Regions from separate parts of the Gossypium hirsutum genome. Here region 2 is linked to region 1. A link is a contact called in public Hi-C data. All regions are on one chromosome and are shown on one strand. The core of a region is the stretch at or near the end of the contact, and the rest is flanking DNA. Distances in the headings are between cores, read along the strand shown. Region 1 holds the start of LOC107942596 (ethylene-response factor C3). Region 2 has its middle 13 kb from the start of LOC107940538.

The links. Hi-C and Micro-C count contacts between places; a contact is called where the count stands out from the background.
Region 2: a Hi-C map of leaf shows a contact between it and region 1, with 2.3 times the contacts expected there. The contact joins the enhancer-like site here to the promoter of LOC107942596 in region 1. A contact is called at or near these places in 5 of 34 Hi-C or Micro-C datasets (callus and leaf).

Annotation. Positions count from the first base shown.
Region 1 is chrA02:4,992,868-4,998,138 of Gossypium_hirsutum_v2.1, forward strand. It overlaps LOC107942596 (ethylene-response factor C3), which reads left to right and starts at 3,627. Exons shown (of 1, transcript XM_016876293.2): 1 at 3,627-4,748. The coding sequence starts at 3,843. The coding sequence ends at 4,502.
Region 2 is chrA02:5,115,106-5,119,963 of Gossypium_hirsutum_v2.1, forward strand. No RefSeq gene overlaps it. Among protein-coding and RNA genes, the nearest start is that of LOC107940538, 13 kb to the left of the region's middle. Within about 2 kb of position 2,871, at least 1 of the 9 cell types and tissues checked has an H3K27ac peak or open chromatin away from gene starts, as enhancers often do. A contact at or near this core is called in leaf, where this site is marked.

The sequences.
Region 1 (5,271 bases), core at 2,377-4,876:
GATGCATTTATTGGTTGTCAAGAGAATCCTTCGTTACTTGCAAGGAACCAAGGATTTTGGGTTGTTTTATAGAAAATGTGAAATTTCATATTTATTTGGTTTCACTGACAGTGACTTTGTAGGAGATCTGGATGATGGAAAAAACACTGTAGGTAATGTTTTCATGATGGGAACCGGAGCTATTTCATGGTCATCCAAGAAACAAATCCATTGTTACTTTGTCAACAACTGAAGCTGAATTTGTTATTGCAACAGCCTGTGCTTGTCAAGCTATCTAGCTAAGGAAAATCTTGGGGGAGTTGAAGTTCAAGAGAATGAGAGCTACAACAATTTTTTGTGACAACAATTCAGCTATCAAACTCTCAAAAAAATCCAGTATTACATGGTAGAAGCAAGCATATTGATGAAAAGTACTATTTTTTGAGAGATCTTAACAATGATGGGATAATTGATCTCAAGTACTGCAAGAGCGAAGATTAACTAGCTGACATATTTACCAAACCTCTCAAATTGTTTTCCTTCCAAAATTTGAGGAGGTTCATGGGAGATAGCACTTTGGAAGATCATGTTTGAAGAATGACACTAGTAAACTGAAGTCTAAGGATTTTTTCAATTTAAAGGAGGGATTGTTAATAAAATCTGGTTGTTAATAAAATCAGATTATTTTCCTTATTTCTAGGCAAATGGTTGATGCACATCAACGATTTAGTGGTTGAAAATTATGGATTTATTTTGTTTAGATTTTTTCTCTATTTGTTAGTGCCTATTTTTAGTTTTTCTGTTATGTAAAAGCCTATATAAATAGGCTCTTGGATTATGAATCAGTGCACTCATCATCTTAGTTTTCCCTTTCCTTATTATCTTCATATTGCTGTTATCTCTTTCAGTTAGTTAACAGCGTTAGCCCTTCACCCTCACAAATCCACTTACTTTGCCACTATATTTATTTCTTCAACAAGTGACCATATTCAAGTCACACAATCTTTAACTATTTCGAAAGAAGGAAACAAAATTAACTTGCTTGCATGATTGGAACAAAAAGTGTTTCAATACATGGAACCGGATTGTACCCGCAGTCAAACATAATTCCCTTTTTTTCAAGTGATTTTTGTGATTGGATTATAGCTAATCTTCATAATTATCTTAGGTTGCAACTCGATGGGGTTGATTGCCAAGATTTCTTTGGTATGGTAACTTAGTGTATTTGGAAAAACCAGAACTTATTTATTTTCCAAAGAATAACGTGGAGTACTAAGGATTTGATTAAAGTCTCATAAAGTTGGGCTAAACAATATACCTCTGTAAAGTAAATGTTTCCAATTGTTTCCAATTGGCAAGTTCCAGTATTAGTTTCGCCCAAGTTCGGGAATTGGATTTAACTAAACTCTGACGGAGCTGTAAAAGAGGTTCCGGTTTTGCTATGATTGGGGGAATTCTTCATGACGATACAGTGGATGGATTCTTGGTTATAACCAGTTTGTGGGCATTTGTTCAGTTTTAGATGTTGAATTGTGAGGCATTTTAGAAGGCTTGACGATTGCTGTAAGGGATTGGATAAAGTATTTATCTTATCAGACAGTCAAAAAGCAATACAAGTTTTTCAAGAGAGTACTACAAAAATGTTAAATTCTACACGTTTTCAGATATTATAATAAAGAGGCTGTAATCTAACTAAAATATCTGTTAGCAATAATGATTGTACTCAATTTTTTTAAAACCCCTCCACAGGGGATTAGATATATCTCTAAATAATTTTTTATAGTGTTGTTTGATTCACCAAAAAAATTAACTAGCTTGCCTGAGACGCACTTTTGGTTTCCCATTTTCCATGGATTATAGAGGAAAGTTTCGTTCCAAATTAAGAGTGGTGTTCATTGTCATTTGTTATGTCAAATCATGGAGCCACTATTCTTTGGATGTTTGTCCCAATTCATTGAACATTCGATAAATAGAATGCACCCTCAAAGCTTATCTATGTAATTTCAACATCGCATCTCTCCCCCCCTCCCCCCTTTTTTTTCTTTTTCATTTATGCAAACGATTAAGGTTTCATTTGAAATTTCAATCACGGCCATTTTATACTCCAATGTTATTTTATGATTCAATCTTAATTGAGTTTTCTAATGAAATCTAAGTTTATTAAATGAAATTTCATAAGTGTAAAAAATATTTTAAATACAAATATTACAATAGATAAAGATAGGAGTAATATAAATACGCACATTGTCTAAGTAGAAGTGTTTATGGATCGAATTCAATCAAATATATCAATATAGTATATAATTTCTTAATTTACTCAAAATATAAATCTAAAATTTTATCAAAGTCTTATCTATATTCTGTAAATAGTTAACTTAAATCGATTTGAACACATCTATATTTTTAAAATTTTAATATAATTATTTTTATTTAATATATAGTATTTATCGTTTACTACTATTGTATATATTTACTTAATCTCTAAACATAAAAAATTTAAAATATTTTTTAATATTTACATTATTTTATATTATATTTAATTTTCGTATGATATATAAATTATATAAAATTTAAAATAAAATCGTAACTTTGGTAAAAGCCAAGCAAGGCTAGATTTTAACTTTTAGTATTGGGTAATGAGCTTGAATCATATTTTAAAAGGACTTAATCTTTTATAGATAAATTACATCTCAAGTTATTAAACTATTAATAAGTTTATATTTAGTCACTCAACTTTAAAAAGTTACAAAATGTCATTGAATTAAGTCATTGGGCTATTAAAATTGTTGTTGTGTGGCCTTTTTTATTTGCACTACTAGCACCAATTAAAATTTCTCATTTCTCTACTCTTCTATAATTTTTTTCATAGAACAACTTTTAACGTCATGAATCTACGAATAAAAATCTAAATAGCTTTCTTCTCCAATTTTCGACAATAACGATTGCCAGATCTAAGATATGTTCTTTTACTTGTCAATAGGTGTTAATCCACTGTATTAATCGTCAAATTGTCACTTGGAGCCCCCTGACAGCACTTTTTAAAAAAAAAAGGTTTAATAACCTAATGACTTAAATAATTTTTTGAATAATTTAATGATTTAAATGAAAATTTTTAAAATAATTTAAAGACATTTTTTAAACTTTTTAAATTAAGTGATGAAAATATAGACAATTAATAACTTAGGATGGGTTTAGATGGACAATTCTTTTATCGCGATTAGTGTAAACATATCGATGGCAGTAAAATTAGATATTGTAACGATATTATAATATAAGATAAAAAATATGCTAAACGCACTACACCCCACTTTTTATCCAAATCCACCTTAATAATATTAAACATAACTTACCTTTATTTTATTCAACTTTTTTTCCTTTTTTCGAGTTTATTATTTTTATTCAAATCTTCCGTAATTGAGTGGAGCTTTCGAATAAATAAATCGTCCCTAGGAAAGGTCTATGTTCCCAACTACCAATCTGATTTGTCTCTGTCATCCACGTGGGATGACAAGTGGACATATTCCCCACCCTAGCTTTGTAACCAAACAGGGAGTGACGTCATTTGTCCACGTCACTTATTCTGACTTGGCCGTCACTCCCGAATTGACCCGCGTGTTCAATTAAACATTCCTTGTGGGACCCAAAAACATAACCAGCAAACAATATATGCCATGTCATCTTTTTGCCACTTGACAAAAAAATTTCTATTTACATTTAAATCCCCCTTTATCCTTCCCTTTAAAAGAGGAGCCTCAGCCTCGAGTGTTTTTTGCTCTCCACTTTCATAGTTTCATTACAAAAAAAAACAGAGTGAAAAACAGAGGATTTACAGGGGAAGTCTTATAAATCCTTAAAAAAATCCAATGGAATCTTTCCATTTTCACTCACCGAATTCGAACTGCTCATCGGAATCTTCGTTCGGGTCACCGGAATTTCTCCCTTTAGATCACAACTCGCTTCCCTTCAACGAAAACGACTCAGAGGAAATGCTTTTGTATGGTCTATTAGCAGAGGCTAAACAGGAAAAATCATCAGAGCTAACATACCCGAATCAAGTGAAAGAAGAAGAGGTTACCTCGATGGACATCGAAAGCCCGACGAAAGAAAAGGCTTACCGAGGGGTAAGACGGCGGCCATGGGGAAAGTTCGCGGCGGAGATAAGGGATTCAACGAGGAATGGGGTAAGGGTATGGCTCGGAACATTCGACAGCGCGGAAGCGGCAGCTCTGGCCTACGATCAAGCCGCTTTCGCGATGAGAGGCTCCGCCGCTATCCTGAATTTCCCGGTCGAAAAAGTGCGGGAATCGCTGAGGGAAATGAAGTGCAATCAGGAGGACGGAGGTTCGCCAGTGGTGGCTTTAAAGAGGAAACACTCGATGAGGAGGAAAATGGTGAGCAGAAACAAGAAGGAAAGAGAAAGCGGCGGTGTGAGGATAAACAATGCGGTGGTGTTTGAGGATTTAGGGCCTGATTTCTTGGAACAGCTTCTCACTACTTGTGATCAAGCTGCTACACCTTGGTGAATGAATATTGCATTAAATACAATATATATTATTCACCAAAAAAATTTACAATATATATTTTATATTAATCTATTTCTAGTTATAGTCATTTATTTTTGCCATGATCTTTGGTTTGTTTTTTAGAATCTTCATTTGTAAACTTTAAAGTGTAAAAATGGTTTAGCATTTTGATTTTTTTCTCTAAATAGATAGTTATTTGTAAATAGTAGAAATTTCTAAAGATGATATATTAATATTTAAATTCTAGACTTTTTGAATTTATACGTGAAATTTTATATTATACAAATATAATAGTATTTTATTATCAATGTAGGAGAACGTAATTTCAAGTACATTAAAATGCGCTTATTTTTCTATTTAAAAGTTAAAGAGAGATAAAACAAACATATGCTATTTAATTAACTCTCGATAATCCAAACTTCCTATTAATAAGAGATAAAATAATGTGTACGAGAATTTTTATTTTCTTAAGGAAGTTTCGAATATTTTATAAAAAGTAAATGACGAATTAATTTGTTTATAATCTATGGTCCAATGATTTTTTCCATAATTACTATTTCAGTCTAAGATCAAACAGAAAGGAAGCTTCCTGCTGAATGTTGCTTTGAGGTTATAATAAAATTCTTGGATTGCTATCAATTGCATAATTAGACTAATCTTTGTTTAGTGAATTTAGTAACATATCCTCAATTGACTTTGTCTCTAGTTGGGTTTTAAGTGTATAAAAAAATAAAAAATTAATTGGGTTGTATAAAAAAATAAAAATATG
Region 2 (4,858 bases), core at 1,621-4,120, 120 kb after region 1:
CCAATCCATAGATGCTTAAGGAAAAAATTTCAAACCTTTTCTTCTCATCTGGATGCGTCAAAATCAAATCTCTCAAATTTTCCTAAGGAATACACTTACTATCCCCCTTCTGTTGAATTCGAACAGTGACCCAAGATTCACTCATCCCCGAAATATTCACCAGCCTCTTTGCAAAAGTTTGACTATTAGTAAGCTCAGCATAAATTTTCCTGGCTTGAGCCTTTGGACTCCTCAACAAAGTAGTGTATTCTTCTAAGGTAGGAACCAAATCTACTTCTCCAAATGTGAAACAATTATAAGCAACATTCCAAAATTTAGCCATACCTCGGAACAAACGCTTGTCCACCTTAACATCGAGCAAGTACGGTATATCACCATAACTCTGGTAGAATAACTGTTTAGTGCCCTCATCCTAACGAGTCCATATATCCTTCAACTCCTGCAGCTCATGCTGTGTTACATTGATGCGGGTAAAGTTCTGCAACTCTAATGTATATCCTTCTATCAGGCTATCCCCTTTCTTGGTTTGCAACTTCTCTGACCATGCACGGACGGCCTCATTATCCTCAACTTTACTAAGAAATTCATTCTCCATGTTAAACTTTCTAACTTAGCAATCGAATACGAACCAACACCTCCTTTAGTATGCAATGTCATGCAAAACACAACCAAAGCACAAGTTAGTATCAAATATGCGCAATAAAATACAAGTATAACAATAAAGATAATCATAACACACAAATGGGTAATGACTAAGGTTTGACGTGGCTCTACCTAAGGATAGTTCTTAAGGTTCACTATATGAAGCTCGATTCTAGAGTAAAAGGTACCCGAACCAGCAGATTCCTCAATCCTCACCCATTATAGGCTCATATAGATTGAGTTCGGTTCAGGGGAATACATTTTCCCATGCGGAGATGAAAATCTCATGGAATCATAGGTACAGATGTATCCCGAAAGTAATCCACTAGCCCATACGAAGGTGAAAACCTCACGAAATCATAGTTTCTTACTCCCACTTAATATGTATAACCACAACAGTCATGCACTGTAATGCCATATTTATTAGACAAGACTCGAAACACAACCATCACACAAGCAAATGCAATTAAAAGAATCATAATTTTTCAAAACAAATTTTCAATTAAAAGGATAGCAAACAATCAATTTTATGGCCTGACTCTCTTTGTTCAGTCCCCAGTGGAGTTGCCAAGCTGTCGAAACCCTTTTTATTTTGAAAGCAATGGGGATCGACTTTTTGAAACGAAAATGTGGAGTCACCACCAATCTCTTTATTTAGGTGCGATTGGGCCACCTACTAAAACGCTTTATTCAATGAAAAATAAATAAATTTGGTTTAGGTAAAATAAAGAAAAATGGGTTCGGGAGTTGGTTACGCATGAGGAAGGGTTAGCACCCTCATTACGCCCAAAAACTGGTACCAAATTGATTTGATGCTGTCCTTATATCAAAAGTTTTTAAAAGAAAAGATTTTCCAAAAAAATGTTTGAATAGCTCAAATTAGCGGTTAAAAATCTCTCGTTTCAAATATATGTAGTTTCATACCCAGTACGATTGGATACGATCCCTTATACCTTTCAGATGTGATCGATTTTTGAATTTTGAAAAAAACTCATACATTAAAATTATAAAAGGTTATCCAAATATTTGGTTCACCGGAAAAGTCATACCCAATACGATTGAGCACGATTTTCCGAATTCCCCAAATATTAGATATTGCCTTATTTCAGAATTTTTGAATAACAGAAATTTAAAAATTTGCTTAAAAAACATGTTTATTTATTTTAAAATAGATGAAATACTTAATGCATTGTAAAAAAAAAGTTAATGAATATGAAATAATATACAAAAAGCACAATAAACCTCGCTTAATACATCTAACAATCATTCTAGGTATAATGTAATCAAAGATTCTTTAAGCATGGATAGCGAATAATTATTACAATAATAATAATAATAATAATAATAATAATAATAATATACACGATAATAAAAATATTACACACATAAATAATTTTAGAAAAAAGGATATATACATAGAAAATATTTACATAACTTATACAAAATTAATAACACGTACTATAAAAATAATAATTTAATATGGGTAATGAACATATGAAGAAATTTTAAAGATAATTGTATGTTCAAAATAATATTGAATAAAAAAATGAATTATAAGATTGATTTGATTTTATCATAAATTATATGTAATAAATTTTAGGAACATAATTATATTCAAACCTATTAAAAATTACATGAATAAAAACAATATGACTTCTATGATGCATGTAAGTATTAAATATACGTTAAATAACAACTTAAATAATAAATTCTCAAAAGAATATAAACATTAAGATATGTAAAAAAAAACATAGAATTAATAGCATACACAAACCAAAATGAATTTTACTTCAAATAATATACCAATTATTAAAATAATAGGACAAAAACAAAAAAAAATTACAAAATTCAGCTATCAAAACGACCCAAAATATCACAACCAATGATTAAGCATGTAAAAAAAATGTATGTGCAATAAAATAAAAAAAAAATAAGACTTAATTGAAACAAAATTGAAATAGGAGAAACAATTTACAAATGAAATAAAATAAGAATAAGATCAATGTGCCATGCGCACAAACATGTAGGAACCAAAATTGTAAATACCCCGCCCCACAACGCTACACTAAAACACAGATCAGAGTGAAAAGACGCACAATTATATGGCCAAATTCAAAAAAACAAAGTAAACAAATTAAGCGCAAATTGAAAGCCCAGCGCGACATGAAGGATTTGATGCGCAATTTCCCCATTTTGTGAATGGGTGTGCGGATCCTGCTAATTAAGCGGGTCAGCGCGCGGGTCTTAATTCCCTTGGAACGGCGCCGCATTGAAAGTGTGCCCTTAGGCCTTCATTTGCACCTTTTTTTTCCAGAACAACACCCATCTTTTTAATTTGAAATCAGAACGCAATTTTTGCTACGGTTCCTTCTGCATGCGGCCGAATCACCATCAGATTTGGTGTCCAGCGGCGCGCGAAACCATTCCCGATTCTGCTGCTGTAGGTACTCGACCACCCATTGAGGAGTTTGGTAAGTATTTTATTTTATTTTACTTTATTTGAAAAGAAACTCAAGTCTCATACTATTTAAAAAAAAAAAACAAAAAGAGATTCATAAAATACGAAGAGTTTCGGTATTGCTTGACCTCTCGCCCTCACATCCGCATAGCAGAAATATTTGGGGCTCTCATCGGTCTCCAGTTATGTAAAAAAAATATGAGCAAACCAAGAAGAAAATAAAAGGAAAAAAAACTGGAAAAGAAAAAAGAAAAATAGGAAATCACCTCTATCAATCTTAAATTGCTTTCCTCTATTCTTTGTGCGTGTATACAGATATTGTGTACCTACAGAATCAAGGTACAAATAATGGCTTTTTATAGCCCAAATTTACAGAATAAATGAAAAATAAAAATACATTTTCCCTCTGTCATTTGGCTGTACATTCTGTTGCTGCTCCTCGTATATTCTTTTGCAGGTATGGTGCAACGACTGTACGGAGAAAGCCCCTCGTGAAAGCTGTGCGTGAGAAATCGTCTCTCTGGTGCACTTCTAGTATATTCCAGGGGCTGCTGCTGAAATTCCCTTTTCTGCTGGGCTCTTTCGGATTTGGGCTAGACTTTAGGTTTATTAGGATTGGGCTTTAATTGGGTTAAATAATGTATTTGGGCTACTTTTTATTATTTTGGGCCTGATGATGTAAAATTTGGACATGATCATAGATATTTCAATTTATTTGGGTTTATTTAAATAAATTAAATGGGCCCGGGCAAAATTGGTTGACTACAGCTGCCCCTCTTTGCTCATTGACGTGTAACGGGAATAGAGCAAAGACTTCAAAAGAACCGATTTTGCTTGGTCTTGTTCAATTTTGGCTTTTTAGCTTTTTGGTGCTTCTCTTTTCCAAACACCTTTAGGAAGATGAGGTTGATAGGTTAAATCTGCTACATTGTCGATGCTACATTGCCGATACATGGAGATAAAATTCACCATTTTCAATCTGCTCCACTGCCACTTCAGGGAGATAAGATTCATTCTTCAACCTGCTCTCATGCTACCTCAGAGAGATGAGGCTGGTGGTAAAATCTGCTTCATTGCCTGATACATGGAAATAAAATTCACCATTTGCGAAGATCTGCTCCGCTGCAATCTCAGGGAGATAAGATCTTTAATTCTCAGTCTACTTCCTTGCTACTTCAGGAAGATAAGATAAATTCTTCAACCATCTGCGAAGATCTGCTCCGCTACAAACTCAGGGAGATAAAATCTTCAATTCTCAGTCTGCTTCCTTGCTACCTCAAAAAGATAAGACCTGCTCTCCCGCTACCTCAGAGAGATGAGGCTGGTGGTAAAATCTACTTCATTGCCAATACATGGAAATAAGATTTACCATCTGTGAAAATCTGCTCTGTGACGACTTTAGGGAGATAAAATTTTCAATTCTCAGTCTACTTCCTTGCTACCTCAGGAAGATAGGACTCATTCTTTAACCTGCTCTGTTACTACCTTAGAGAGATAAGGCTTAAAAGTAAAATCTGTTCCATTGCCGATACATGGAGATAAGATTCACCATCTACGAAGATCTGTTCCGCTGCAACTTCAGGAAGATAAAATCTTCAATTCTTAGTTTACTTCCTTGCTATCTCAGGAAGATAAGACTCATTCTTCAACCTGCTCTCTTGCTACCTCAGAGAGATAAGGCTTGGTGGTAAAATCTGCTCCATTGTCGATATATGAAGATAAGATTCACCATCTGCGAAGATCTGCTCCGCTGTAACT